2 separate regions of the Columba livia genome follow, and region 1 is linked to region 2. Evidence: chromatin contacts called from public Hi-C data. All regions are on one chromosome and are shown on one strand. Each heading gives the region's core, a stretch centred on a gene start, on an enhancer-like site or on the middle of the called end of the contact. The rest is flanking DNA. Distances are from core to core; before and after follow the strand shown. Region 1 holds the start of SPRY2 (sprouty RTK signaling antagonist 2). Region 2 overlaps NDFIP2 (Nedd4 family interacting protein 2).

What was found. A called contact is a pair of places that touch in the nucleus more often than the background predicts.
Region 1: a contact with region 2 is called in a Hi-C map of liver, with 2.4 times the contacts expected there. The contact joins the promoter of SPRY2 here to the enhancer-like site in region 2. A contact is called at or near these places in 2 of 2 Hi-C or Micro-C datasets (crop and liver).

What each region holds. Positions count from the first base shown.
Region 1 is chr1:47,478,502-47,485,581 of bColLiv1.pat.W.v2, forward strand. SPRY2 (sprouty RTK signaling antagonist 2) reads right to left here and starts at 5,502. Exons shown (of 3, transcript XM_021292265.2): 1 at 4,371-5,502; 2 at 1,460-1,524; 3 at 1-406. The coding sequence starts at 355.
Region 2 is chr1:47,116,747-47,123,413 of bColLiv1.pat.W.v2, forward strand. It overlaps NDFIP2 (Nedd4 family interacting protein 2), which reads left to right. Exons shown (of 8, transcript XM_065056575.1): 5 at 5,606-5,730. Among named protein-coding and RNA genes, the nearest start is that of NDFIP2, 34 kb to the left of the region's middle. Within about 2 kb of position 2,890, at least 1 of the 3 cell types and tissues checked has an H3K27ac peak away from gene starts, as active enhancers do.

The DNA.
Region 1 (7,080 bases), core at 4,252-6,751, 360 kb after region 2:
GTGAACCTGTGCTGACCGTGCTGATGGATCGGGACAGAGGAGCCCGAGGAGAGGCGTGCGTCTGCGTGTGCTGAATCCGGCTAAAATGACGATGCTCGGACAAGCCATGGGGTCTTTCACTTTTGGGCTGGGTTGCTAGCCGAGGAGTGGACTTGACCCCTGGCCGTGGAGCCACCGTAGGTCCCTCCGTGTACTCATTTGTGTTCCGGATGGCTCTGATCTGGTCCAACGACAAGACGTGAACCTGCTGCATCAGGACATCCCGCAGGTCGGGCTCCCCGTGCAGTCTCCCACTGTCACGCCGAGCCTGTAGCAAGGCTTGCGACCCGCTGCTGTGCTGAGCTCTTGTCTCCATCAGTGCCCGGAAGCGTGCTCACCCCGGCAGGCTTAGAACACATCTGAAATCCTGGAGCGACAAAGAGAGGATTCACTATTGCAACACATATCACGCTCCCTTTCCAGCAGCCTTTCAAGCCTGCAGGATCCCACAACACCACACACAATCAAGTAATGCATCAGCCATTAAAAAAAAAAAAAGAAAAAGAAAAAAGGAGTCACATCTGGGGCAGAGCACGGGTCAGATGAATGCACTTCCCTTTGCCTGTCCTGCCCACTCCTGTGGAGAACTTAAAGGAATTCTGTTCTAGGTCCATGCATATAAACCTGTGGCTCTAGAAAGTCTACCTATTGTGCCTGCTAACCAAGGCTTCCCAGGTCATCTTCTGGTTAGACCACGGCCTTTAAAGAGATTACATTTCAGCCACTTGAAGTGACTCTTCTTTTCACATCAGGCTACTGAAAAACATATATATATATACATATATATATATAAAAACCTGCAAGTATTTAGCAAGTGTAATGTGACCTGCTGATGACAGACATATAATTCTCCAATTTTGCTTAAAACTGGATAATATTTTGGTAGGCTAGTCTCTTTACACATTAAACTTTACATGATGTAAATAGGAAATTTTAGTTTAATAGCAATGGTCCCAAGAAAAACACTAAATAGCAATAAAATGTTTGAGGTTAGACATTAAATGAGTTAGTGCTACCAAAAACTTCAACAGCACAAGTAAAAATATCTCTCTCCAGTATTTTAATGTGTGTCACACTTGTGTACACCACTGTGATTGTTATTTTAAGGCTCAATACTACAAAAGCAACACCACCACAGTTTCATTTTTTTTAAATGTGTAAAAAATTCCATAGACTACATTTCAAATTGTATATATTACCATGAGTGGCTTGTGGGACAGAGGCATGCATAATATAATCAAACAATGCCAGCATCCAAGAAGTCTACTTGACTGTGAATATGACTTTAAAGGATCATTAACTACAAAGTAGAAACGCAGACTTAAGAATTTAAATGTAAAGACAGTAAAAGACTCAGAAGATGAGAACTTGTAAATAACTAATTTCCACACTCAGATATGCAAAAGTTTCAAGTACTGACCTCTAAATTAGTTAATATTTGTTCTGCCTTTATCATATCTTAAAGTGGTTCCAAAATCCAATTACCTATACAAAAATCCAGAACAACATTTTACAATTAAAACCCAAGCAGGAACCAAGCTTCTTACAAGGACCACACAATGTCTTCAATTATACCTAGAAAGGGCACCATAGTGTTACTCTGTACACATCAGTTACCAACAATAATACTATACTGCGGTATAATAAAATATAGCCAAACAGTTTAACAATGAATATCTCAAGACACTGTCTTTACTCTAACAGCAGTGGAAAACATTTAACCTTTTAACTCCTGGCTCCCTCCCCACAAGTGCCTTTTTTCTTATTAAAAAACAAACAAACAAACAAAAAGGCCACTAAGTTTTAAGAGTGACCACCTACTTTAAATATTGCCAAATCCTGGTTTTGGACACAGAGTGTATGTCATGGTGTCCAATCCCTCGGGAAAACAAACAAACAAAAAAAACCACCAAAAAACCAAAAAGAGTCTTGCAAACTTATCGTGAAGCATTGCTTACGTTTTCTTCAAATTAAAATCTTTGGCATATAAAAAGTTTCAACCAGTAGCCTAAGGAGACTTTTTTTTTTTTGTCTGAAACTATCTGGAGATAAAAAAGAACAGAAAATAAAATACCTTCCTGAGAGGAACTAGCAGCCCTATCCGCTCTCCACGTCCAGACTTGAGCCAGACTCAGCCAGCCAAGAAGATACGCCGAGTCCAACCCTGCCTCTCCAGAAATGACAACCCAGCGCTAAAGCAAAGCTGACCCTGACCTGCGGACGCTAAGAACGACACCGGTCTCGGTGGCGAAGCCCCTTTCAGACGCCAAGGTGGGAGCTGGAAGAGAAACCTCGGCGCTTTGGCCCCTTCCCCTCTCCTGGGTCCATCCCGGGGCGCAGCAGGTGGGAGGCGGCCGCCCCTCGCCCCCAGGAGCGCGGCCGCAGGCGCCGCCAGCAGCCCCGCAAGTGCAGCCAACCTGGAGATAAACCGGGAGACATCCTCTGGGCCGGGAGGTGGGAGGGGGCTGCTGCAGCCGCCTTATCGGGAAAGTCAAACCCATGTTTCCTTTCAACTCTTCCCCCCCTGCCCTCCCCCGAGAGATGCTAAAGAAGCCTTCCCCTCCCGGATAGTGCAAGGCGCCCTGGAGACGGTCTGAGACAACACCTCCGGGACAGCTGGGCAAAAGGCAGATTACCCCCCTCTCGCCTTGTCATAAGCACCCATTCAGCTCCACAAAGCCGGCCGCTGGAAAAGCTCCTGTTATTTTACGCATATTCTGCAAACTGCCTGAACTTCAGTCCGCCCCCCTCCGCCCCAGCCCGAAGGGACCCAGAAGGCGTTTTCAGCGGGACATCGGTCCGAGCCGGGAGATCCTCCTTTTTCTCCCCTTGATAGATCCGCTAAGAACAAGAGGCAAGTCTCCAGCACACTTATTTGCAAACACACATTTGCCTGAAAATTCCTAGGGGAAAGCATGTCTCTCCCTCCTCTGATCTAGCCCTTCTCTCCTTTCCATCCACCAAGAGCAGAGAAGCAGCATTTGCCTTTTTTTTTTTTTTTTCTGCGTGCATGTGTGCGACAACACGATTCCCCACTTCTAAAAGCCAAAGTCCACTCTCGCAGAGCTCAAGTGCCATGATTGCTAACTTTTCCTAGCTGGGATTGGCAAAAGGGCGAGCAAGGGGGCCGGGTTTCGCGTTCGGCACATTTGGGGAAGTTTAAAACCCAAGGGGCTTCTTGCGTGCTGTGGAAAAACCCCGTGTCTCTGGCTGGGAGAAGGCAAGCCTAAGGGGGAGAAGTCCTCTGCCCGTGATTTTCTGTTTTGTGGCCGGAGCCAGTGCAAGGCACCCCCACCCCCATCCTCACCGCACACACACCAACCACCTCCTCTTCTTTCAAAGTGCTTTGAAACCCCCATTAAGGGCCGAGTGTGTGATCAGACTATGGATTAGGGCAAAAGGGACTTTACCATCGGGGTGGGGCAAACTGACACACAAATAGCTTGCTGAAAACACCAGCAGGTTTTGTTGTTTTTTTTTTTTTTTTTTTTTTGGAGGGGGGTTAGGAGGGGCTGGTATAAAGTAAACCTACCAAAAAAAAAAAAGTAACAGCAAAAATTAAGGCTTTCCTTCCGCTCCACACATATCCTCTGCATAGAAGAATCTGAGCAAGAACTTTCCTCGTCTTACGGGTCGAATTAATCACACGAGAAATATATATGTGTATATATGCACACACACATATATATTTATATCAGACGTGCACTCACTTCCGAATTGCACGGATCTCCCGACGCCACTACAGACGGGCGTAAATCAGTCACTGGAAGGCGGGTTGCCTGCTCTCCCCCAAGCCGGAGGGACAAACAGCCCCAGCGCTCGACAACCCCGCAGCGCCTTCCCTTCAACTCCCCCGGGGGCTTGTCGGAAACCCACGCGTGCCCGGCGCGGCAGGAGCGCGCAGGACCGCCCGTTCCCGGCTCTCCGCTGCAGGGAAAACACGCCGAAGTCCCGTCCCGTCCCCCCCGCGCCCCGCTCGCAGCCCCCGCAGGCATTGCCTCCGCGCCCGCGCAGCCCTCCGCCCTCCGCGCAGCCTTCCGCCCCCTGCGCCCCCGAGGCACCCCGGCGGGGAGCAAACGCGGCGCAGCCCGCAAACCCAAGCAGAGCTTCCCCCCCCCCAACCCCCCTCCCCGGAGAGAAACCGCTCCGAAATCCCACCTCCGGCTCCTCTTTGGGAAAGGAAGGAGAGGGGAAGGGGGGAGAGGGAGAACCTGTACGAATGGAAAAGGGATCGGCCTAAAACATTTCCACGAGTTTTCTTGGAGCAACCGGGGCGGGGGGGGGGGGGTGTACTGAAAAGCTTGTTTTGCAAAGAAGGAAAAGGCTCTCACCGTGATCGCGGCGCTGCACCAAACCCCTCTCTCTCTTGTATTTTCTTCTTCCTGCGGTTTGCAAATAAATCCAGCCCTAAAGCAAAAAAAAATTCTTTTCCAAACTCTGCTTTAGTCCAACTTGCAAATTAGAGTAAGAATGATCACCATGTAAAAAAGTCCAGAGCAAAGCTAGGTCTCTCTCCCCAGATCGATTACAAATACGTGTGTGCGCGTATATACTATTAACAATAATCAAAACACCTCTTCGGATCGGGGTGGGTTTTCTTTGCCCCTAGAAAGAAATCACTCAAGTCTCTCACACACACTTTTTTTTTTTCCTCAATGAACAGGAGGCCGAATCGCCAATACCAAGTCACTTTTTTGTTGTTGTTGCAAATGATCAAAAGGCAGGGAAAAGCCAAAGAAAACAAAATAAAGTGGAACTAAAATAAAATCCCAAAGCTTTCTTCCACTGAGCTCTTCCAAAAAAGCAGCTTGTGCAATGTAGCCGTCCTGCTGAGAGGCTGCTTGCTGCAAGCTCCTCTCCCCTCTCTCTAGCTTTCTCGCTCCCTCTGCGAGCGTGTGTGTGTTGCAGGCAGTTCTGTGGTTTGCAATCGGGGGGGGGGGTGTTTTGGGAGCGCAGCGGATTTGTGGTGGTGGTTGTTGTTGTGTGTTTGGAGGAGGTGGAGGAGGAGGAGGAAGATTTGAGATCTGAGCTGTAGGGGCTCGGCGTTTTTCTGCTCGCTCGCTCTCCCCCTCTCTCTCTTTTTCTTTCCGGAGGACGTAGGGTGATCTCTCTGCAAAAGCAGCAGTAAATGGCGTCATGTGGATCTGAGGAGGAACAGAGCAGTTGTTGTCCCAGAGGATATATCGCATCCGGTCCCAGCTCATTGGCTCTGCGGGGCTACATTCACTGGCGCTCCCAGCGCCCTGCCAGCACTCCGAGCTGCGGGAGGCATTCAAAAGGGCAGTGCTGCCGCCGCGCCAGCCCGGCCCCGGCCCCGGCCCTTCCCTGCGCTGCGCGGGGGCGGCGGGGAGCCCCGCTCCCGGGGCCTCGCCGCAGCCTGTTTTCACAGGAGGCTCCTCCGTGCGCGGTCACACGGCGCTCGGGGTTGCTTTTGTGCTCCTGTATTTATTCAGAGGCAAGGCAGCGATAGGTTTGCAGGGAGCCGAGGGGAGCTCACTTCTCCCGAGGAGACCCGGTCTCCTCGCCGCTGCGGGCTTTCGGGAGACCCGTTTCCAGGTGTTCCCTCCAGTTTCCCGCCCCCCCCCCCCCCCCCCCGCCCCGTGTTTTCATTTAACCGAGTGGAATAAAAGTTTACACTTTCTGCCCTCCCCCCTCTTTTCATCAGTCCCTGGCCGCTCAGGGAGAAGGAAGGGTGATTACTCGGGGCATTGTCCCGCGGATTAACGCGATTAGGCGGCGCGGAAGGCGCCCCCGTGGCCGGGCGGGAGCGCGGAGCGGGGCCCGCGGGGCGCGGAGCCGCGGCCACGGGGCGGCGGGACAGGCCGCTGACAGCGCGCCGCGGTACTTTCCGTGCCTCGGGCAGCTGCACGGTTTGCGGTGTTCCAGGGCAGCATCGGAGCCTCCTCGCCTGTGCGGAGGGGTGAGGTTTTCTTCAGGGGGAAACGAAAGAAAAAAAGGAAAAAACTTTGTTTTAATTAATTCACATTCCCCTGGGGGGACACAGTCTGCAAGCAGTTCACAAACGTGACTGTTTGTCTTCTGGGCGTTTCCTGACACGGCCACAGCTCGGTCCCTTTAGTATGAGCTGAAGTTACTGACGGGCCCACTTTCGCTGGGCCCAGGCATCTTGTGCCTACATGTACGCGCAGAGCAGCGTATCCACGTAGGCGTGCACCCAGCACAAATATACCCGTATCACGTGTAGTACTGCTTAAAATATACACGATGTGTAAGGCGGTAATGCATTGCATTATTTACATGAATAAGCCCCAGTGCAAAAACCCCATCAGCCCTTTTTTTACTACTTCAGGCAATTTTGCAGGCACTTCCTCTTCTCCACCTGCTAGTCACAGCTTTTTGAAGGGGGTGGTCGTTCTCAAAAACATGGAAATTAAGAGAGCAGTGCTTTACACGGGGGGCCTTTAGGTTTTCATACTTTTATACGCAAATATCCAGTCGTCCACAATAATGTTCTGAACCTGCAAATTATTTTTCCATAGTTGCTTGTCAGTAAGGTTAGCCTGAGTTACGCGAGTCTAACTTCTTTCCTTCCACGGCGGCTTCACCAAGCCCCTATCTTGCCTAAAATTGCTGCCGCCTCAGCGCGGGAGGTGCTCGGGGCCCGGGCGTCCGTTCCACTCCCACCCTGCTCGCCCCCCTGGACCCGCAGATGGAGCAAAAATCTCGTCGGGGTGGGGGCAGCCCCGCTGCTGGAGCCGCAGCCCCGCGGGGCTGGGTTTCATTCAGGACTCCCGGTGCATGGAGGCGGCGGCCCGGCCGCTCTCCCCGCCAGAGGGAGCGCGGCGCCGGGGCGGGGGCCTGCGGGGAGAGTGGGACACGGCGCCCGTGCGGCACCCGCCGGAGCCTCCGCGGAGGCAGCAGCCCCGCCGGCGGGCAGGGGAAGGGCGGGAGGAAGCTCACGGACATTCCCCTGGGTCTTCCCCACGGGAGGGGTCACCCACCGGCGTGGAGTCGCGCTGCGGTGTGCGGCTGTGGAGAAGACCGACCTGGGTGTCCTCCGATGTGCTGGCTGCGGACGCT
Region 2 (6,667 bases), core at 1,640-4,139:
GAACCTCACATATGAGTAAATAAGGAGGAAGAAATGGAGAAAAGTGTTCAATTGTACAGCCAAACTGAAAGTTCTTGTATAAAGTTCTGATTTGTTAATTTTGAACAACACCTGGGCAATATGAACACTGTGTACAACTCACACCAATAAAATCTCATAATGTAGAAAAATGTAAATGCATATATTGTCCCAGATGTTTTATGTAACAGATAATAGCCATACCAAAATTTTGTATATTAACATTCATACAATTACCAGAGCTACGAGATGCTTCAAACAGTTGATAAACTGCATTCAAGGTAGGTAATATATTTAGGGGTTTCACGCGGGCAGAAGTTGGAAGGTGGAGTCGCAGCACAGCCCTTGCTTGTGCGCTTCCCGAGGAGGGGTGAGCACAGTCTGAATTTTCTGCTGGGAGGATTCCTCTGCGTGAAGTCAAGAAACCTGACTCATGTACGTCCAGATCACGAATCTTAGACAGGTTTCTCTTTGGCATGCAAGAGAAACTGAGGGGGAGTCATCTGACTGAAATTGTTAATGTTGGAGGGAAATAAAGGAACTATTTTGGGAGCGCTTGTTTTCCTCTGATTATCAGAGAAGCCTGGCCAACCTTCATACACCATCACCTGACTTCTTTCTGTATGCAGAAAGAATTTGATTTACATGGTTTCTCCATACATGTTGGATGTAATACTGAATAATTGGAATGAGGAAGCTTCCAGATGGGCATTAAGAAAAATTTGCCAACAAGGGCAATGAAGCAGTAGAAATAAATTGCCTAGGGAAGGTTTTGAGCATTCATCACTGAGTAGAAAAAAAAGTAAAATTGTCTATTGAAGTTGATAGCAAGTGCTTCTAGTGATCATCGTCAGGCTTGAGGTGAGCCCTTCAGGAAGGAGCAAAAATGTGTCCTAGTTTACAGGTGGTATAAATTCTATGCGGAAATGGGAAGAATAATTCTAGTCGTGCATGAAAATCTGGATAGTATTATTTATTACAGTATGCTTAGTAAGCCTAGGCCAGGCATGAAACATTAAGCTCTTTGGTGTTTACTGTATATTAAAGTAATAAGTCATTGGACAAACACATTGAAGAATAAAGGATGTAACTGAGCATGGTTGCTTTTTGTGTGTATAGTTGTCATTATAATCTTACCACAGGCTTGAGCCATGGTTAAAATTTGAAACCAACATAGGTCTTCACACCAGTTTTCCTGGCTTCTTTTCCATAATACTGAATATAAACTTAAGACAAGTGATGAATGTGTAGCTTTGGGAAGCTAAGTAAAATAGATCAGCAAGTGAAGTGCAATAACAATTGAGGAAAAAGCAGATTAATTCTAGTGTGCTTATCATTATTGTTGCATCTTCTGATGTATTGCAATATGTATGAAAAAAATCATTGCACAAGATTGCTTAATAACTTGAAAAATTAAGTTTCCTTTGTTTACTGTAAATTGTGGGACTAGAATGAAAGGTGTCATTGCTTTGCAGCTTAATGAACACTAACAAAAGGCAAGCATGGATTAATAAATTGTTGATGCCCAAGTGCAGCTTCATACATCATCTTTTCCTTGCTGCTACAGTTACTGGAAAATGAAGAATGGCGATGGATACAAGCTGGTCTGTCAAAACCAAGCCAACTCATTTTACTACAGCTTCTTCAGAATTGCTGATAGACAAAAGACTTTTGATTTCAAAGTTCGGTTTTGATATGAAAGATCCTATGCTGACCACTGCCCCTCAGAAGAGAGCTTTGGGTCTAGAAGTGGCTGATGGATAGCCTTATTTTCTATGTCAGATTCTAAGACTTTTACAACATGTAGAACATCCTGTGCTTTCCATTTCAGCTAGGGTTACCTCATTGCAAACCGTAAAGAGAAATAAAAGTAAAACATAGTTGTTGTTAGCATTATATTGGATATCAAGAAGACTTTTTATTAAAAAAGACCTTTAGTCCAATCCTTCTCCTCCCAAAAAGCAACTTATCTGTTTTTCCTTAAGAGTTTTGTTGTCATGAGGAAAAAACTTTTAATTATTATATGCTTCTTATGTGAATTACATTAATATAGACTTCCTTTCTTCTCTTGTCACTTCAGGAATGTATAAAACCCCAAAATCTTAGATTTGTCAGTCCCACTTGTCTGTATGCTGTTAAAGTAGCGAAGAAAGAGACTGAAATCATGATGCTGGTGCAGTCAGTGTCACATTCATGTGAATGTCTGGCATTTTTTTAAAGGAAAGAGGACAATAACTGAAAGTTGGGTTCAAGTATGAATCCAGAAGCTGGCAATCTCTGGCACAGGGAACAATTCTTGCTGCAGGGTGATGAGTTGTGCAGTGGGAGAAGATGAACACAGAACCTGTCTGCGTGAAGAGGATGGGCAAACATAAATTAATGCCTTTTTTAAAAATTAAGTTCATTATATAGTTGTAGCAGCTTGTTAGACTTGGTCTCATGTTTAGGAATGGCTTTCTTCTTTCTGATAGTATGTATGAGTGCCAGATCAGGAACGTTGTATGAGAATGTCATGGGAAGCTGAAGCAGTATGAAGGACGAGGTCATCTCCTTAATTGCTGAGAAATGTCATTTACATTTCACGAAGTGAGTGGATGGATGCTGACAAGAAGTGGAGGATTGCGTTTGTTGAAGCCAGAAGCTCACACAATGACTTAGTTGTCTCTAGTAGAAACAGAAGGAAGTAAATACATCTAGAGAAAATAGGAGATGCTTCCTTTTACTAGTATCTCCCCTCATAAGTTTATTTTCTCTCTCAGCTTAGTGGAAAAACTTGTGCTGTGGCAATATAGGGATGAAAATTATGGACAACTTGTGTTGCAATAATTAGGAATTATACAGAAAATAACATTAGTAACTCTAACCACATGCAGTGTAGGCTGCAAAGCTCAGACAACTTGCATGACTGGCAGAGGATATATGTGGAAATCCTAGTGGAAAAAGGTACAGAAAGGCAGATGAGGCTAATCTTGATGTAGAGAAGAACAATCAGAATGTAGATAAAAACCTCATTTGTTACAGTCAACTCAGAAGCTGGAGATGTGTTTCTGAAAGGAAATAGTGTGTTTTGTAACCAGGATGAGACAATGAATAGGGGTCTAGAAGTACCCCCAGGACACTGAGGAGGTCAGAGAGAAGCAATGGGAAATATTGAAAACACTTAGACATTGTTGTTACCCATCTTAACGTTTTAAAAATGATGCAACACCAAGGCAGTGTTAGGAGGATCTCTCTAACATGTTGCCCAGGTTTTACAGAGATGGAGGTAGTACATTCCTCGTTATGCTGAAGAAACTTAAATAGTGAGGTATATAGTTCACTTTTATTTGGATGTGTGAACTTGCGTAGTTTATAGCTTTGATGTGGTTTATGCCTTTTCTTTCCCCCTTGTATTGTCTGCTTAAGTAACCTGATGGAGCAGCACACCGGTTAAAGCGAAAAAGCTGTTGTGCACAACACTGGAACATGCTGATGATGCCTGTGCTTTCAGGAGCTGAGCAAACAACCTGGTGTTAAATATCCACCCAATACTCATCCAGTGACTGTAGAGCCTATTTTTAATGTTCCTGTAGGTCAAATTGAAAGGAGGGTAAAATTGTTACTGTGTTCAATTTTGATAAGAACTAATTTTTCCCTCCCCTTGTATTTACGATTGGGAAATTTAGTTTTTATAATGCATATACAAATTAATTCACGTTATAGAGATCCTTATTTATATATATTTAAAAATTATAAGCATTCTGAGAATTCTTCTAGTCCACATAATCTATTAGAAACATGTCTATCTTCAGTCCTCTTTAGCGTGCCTATCTTGGGAGCCGCAATCACCCTTTGTAGCTTCAGTAGTGGGGAGAAATGGAGAGAGCAATAAGCTGTTATGCTGACACAGGAGCAGGGATGCATTGAAGAACTACCTTCTGAAATCTGTTACTCAGAAAAGTTTGGGGAAATTGGAAGAGTTTGCTTAAAATAAGAGAAATCCTGTTTTCAAAACAACATATCCAAGCTTGCTAATATAAATGCTTTTCCCGTGTTTTGGGAAGATAGGTAAACATTAGGGTCACAATGTTGTTCTGTAGTTCTTGTGTAATAGAAATGCTCTTTTTTCATTCTTCTCTGCATATACCGAATTGGGTCAGCATTTATTCTCCTGTGGGTTGTATGCTGTGTGTTACCTCTGGCTCTGTCTCAAGCAAGATGTTTTCTCACTTGTGCAAAATGACTGTGTTGATGGAAAGTCTTCCAAAACTTCTCTCGAAACTTCAGTTTCTTTACAGTTCATGGAGTCCCACTGCAGTTTGACTGATGACTTTAATTTTGCTTTTGTGGGCGAGTCATGTCTTCATGTGGATTGTTGGAGGAGTTGTAACAAGGTTTTAAATTACAAAAAAAAAGTGATTATTTATAGATAATCCTCCCAAATTGACTTCTGTTTAAGAAGACTATTGACCAATTTTCTTTTCCTAATGTTTTGCTCTAAAGTGTTCAAATATTTACCGAAAAGACAGACTTTTTTTTCTGTGGTGATTTATTGTCTGAATTTGATGTAGGGTTTTGTTTGTTTGTTTTTTCCATAAGTTTGGGGATTTAATACATTAAGGATTTGCGTGCAGGGATTTTATTCCCCTCTGCACCCCCCTTCCATTCCTGCTTGCCTCTTCAGTGATTTATGTGTTTATTGTGGGCTTCACTCATGTTTTCAATTTTTCACTGTCTTGTCCTCTCCAGAACTCCCATATCATTGTCTTCCATCAGCTGCCCCAGCTCTTCTCTTTGGTGGTTTTCTTTTTAGTTGTCCTCACTCCCATAGCTGAAACATCACCGACTTGGGGATTCCCTCACGTTGACCTAATGCACCCAAACTGGAGTCAGTACAGCTGATGCCGTTGATTGCCTAGTACATACATATATATGAAACTTACAACTGTAAAACCACTGGGAGTTCTGTAGAAGTGCTAACTGAAGTTACAGTGGTAGTTAAGCTCAATGTCCTTTTTGTTTCTCCATTTCTTAAGCCTCTATGTAAAGCTTCCAAGGCTTCTTATGCCTGAAAACAGTAACCAATGAAACATCAGCTTCTCAACTTATCTTCATTTCTATACTATGTTTACAGAGCAAGAGCAGATACTTTCATTGTGTTTGATCCAAAACGGATAAAGCTGAATATGCAGCCTTGATACATGCACGTATGTGTGCATATAACTATATTTTGGTTATTGAAGTTTAGCAAGGTCTTTTCTTTGTTTTAATCCACATCTTGTACGTTATAGTCCTTTGTTTACATTTACCCTTCATGTCTAGTGTCCTCTGGTTAGATTTCTGTAGCAACGTAATGCTTTCCTTTATGTTGGAATTTTCTCTTGTTTAAAGTAGTAGGTTCCAACCAGTTTACCATTTGCTTTGTTATTAAGTAACTGTACCAGGGGGAATGTCTGGGTTCAAAGTCGATCTCTGAAAGCCTGAATTACCGGAAGGGAATTACTGACTGTGTAAGCATGGCCTTATTACTTTAAAAGTGAAATTAATGTTAAGTCTGTTTGCTTAGCTATACAGATTAACAGAAGCTACTGTTTCTTTTATTTTATAGTGGCATTTATTTTCAACTGGATTGGATTTTGTTTATCCTTCTGTATAACAAATACCATAGCTGGGAGGTATGGTGCAATCTGTGGATTTGGTCTCTCCCTGATCAAATGGATTCTTATTGTACGGGTATGTTTGGGTTTTTTTTGATTCACACTGTACAGACACTATTTGTAGAACCAAACCATAACATTTCATTCAAGGATATATAATAATGGAATTAAAAATTAGTATAGTAAATTCCAGTATTTAACAAAGTGCCTAGAATTTTCTCTAACTTCTACTTTAGTTGAGAATTTACTTGCTATATATATGCTTACTAAGGATGAAGCTTAATCTATTTTTATCTGACATAGCATTTTATGTTAGTCTTTCCACTGAATAAATGCAGATGACTCATTTTTTGCACAAATATTTTAAAACATAAAGAAGAAATGGAGCTGGTACCTAAAATGTCACTGGTATTATAGTGTCCTATATGAAAGGTTTATAAATAGCTCAGTCTGTTGGCCGGGGGAAAAAAATAATAATTAGAAAACCTTTTTCCCTTGTGTTTGATTCTTTTATTCTCTGTAAGATATGTACTGAATCAAGTCAAAATTGAATATGAAATTAGTTACATTTTTATCATCTCAGATGCTGAATTTCTTGATGTTTTAACTGCAAGACTAGGTGCTGTTCAGAAAGGTATGTTAGCCAAGGGAAAGTTACTTAGCTAAGTGGATACTGGATGAAATGTGATGATCCTTTCTGAATTCTGCACGACTGTGAGACACAACATTTAAAATTTCACTCTATCTAACGACAAGAGAGATCTTGGGTAACTTAGTTAACTTTTATGCCCTGTCAGCTCTGAATTTGTTATGTGTGTGTGCTAGTAACTTTAACTTGATTTGGTCTTGGCACAATAATACAGGGATCGTAGAGAGGAGAGATTGCATGGTCCTTCCTGGACATGCCCTTCATTCTTCTTACAGCTGAGGGTGGGTTTTTCTTTGCTTTGCCAGGGCAGGGGAATTCTACTGGACTAGATGTGATTCTTAGTTGGAATTCAGGATCTGGGATG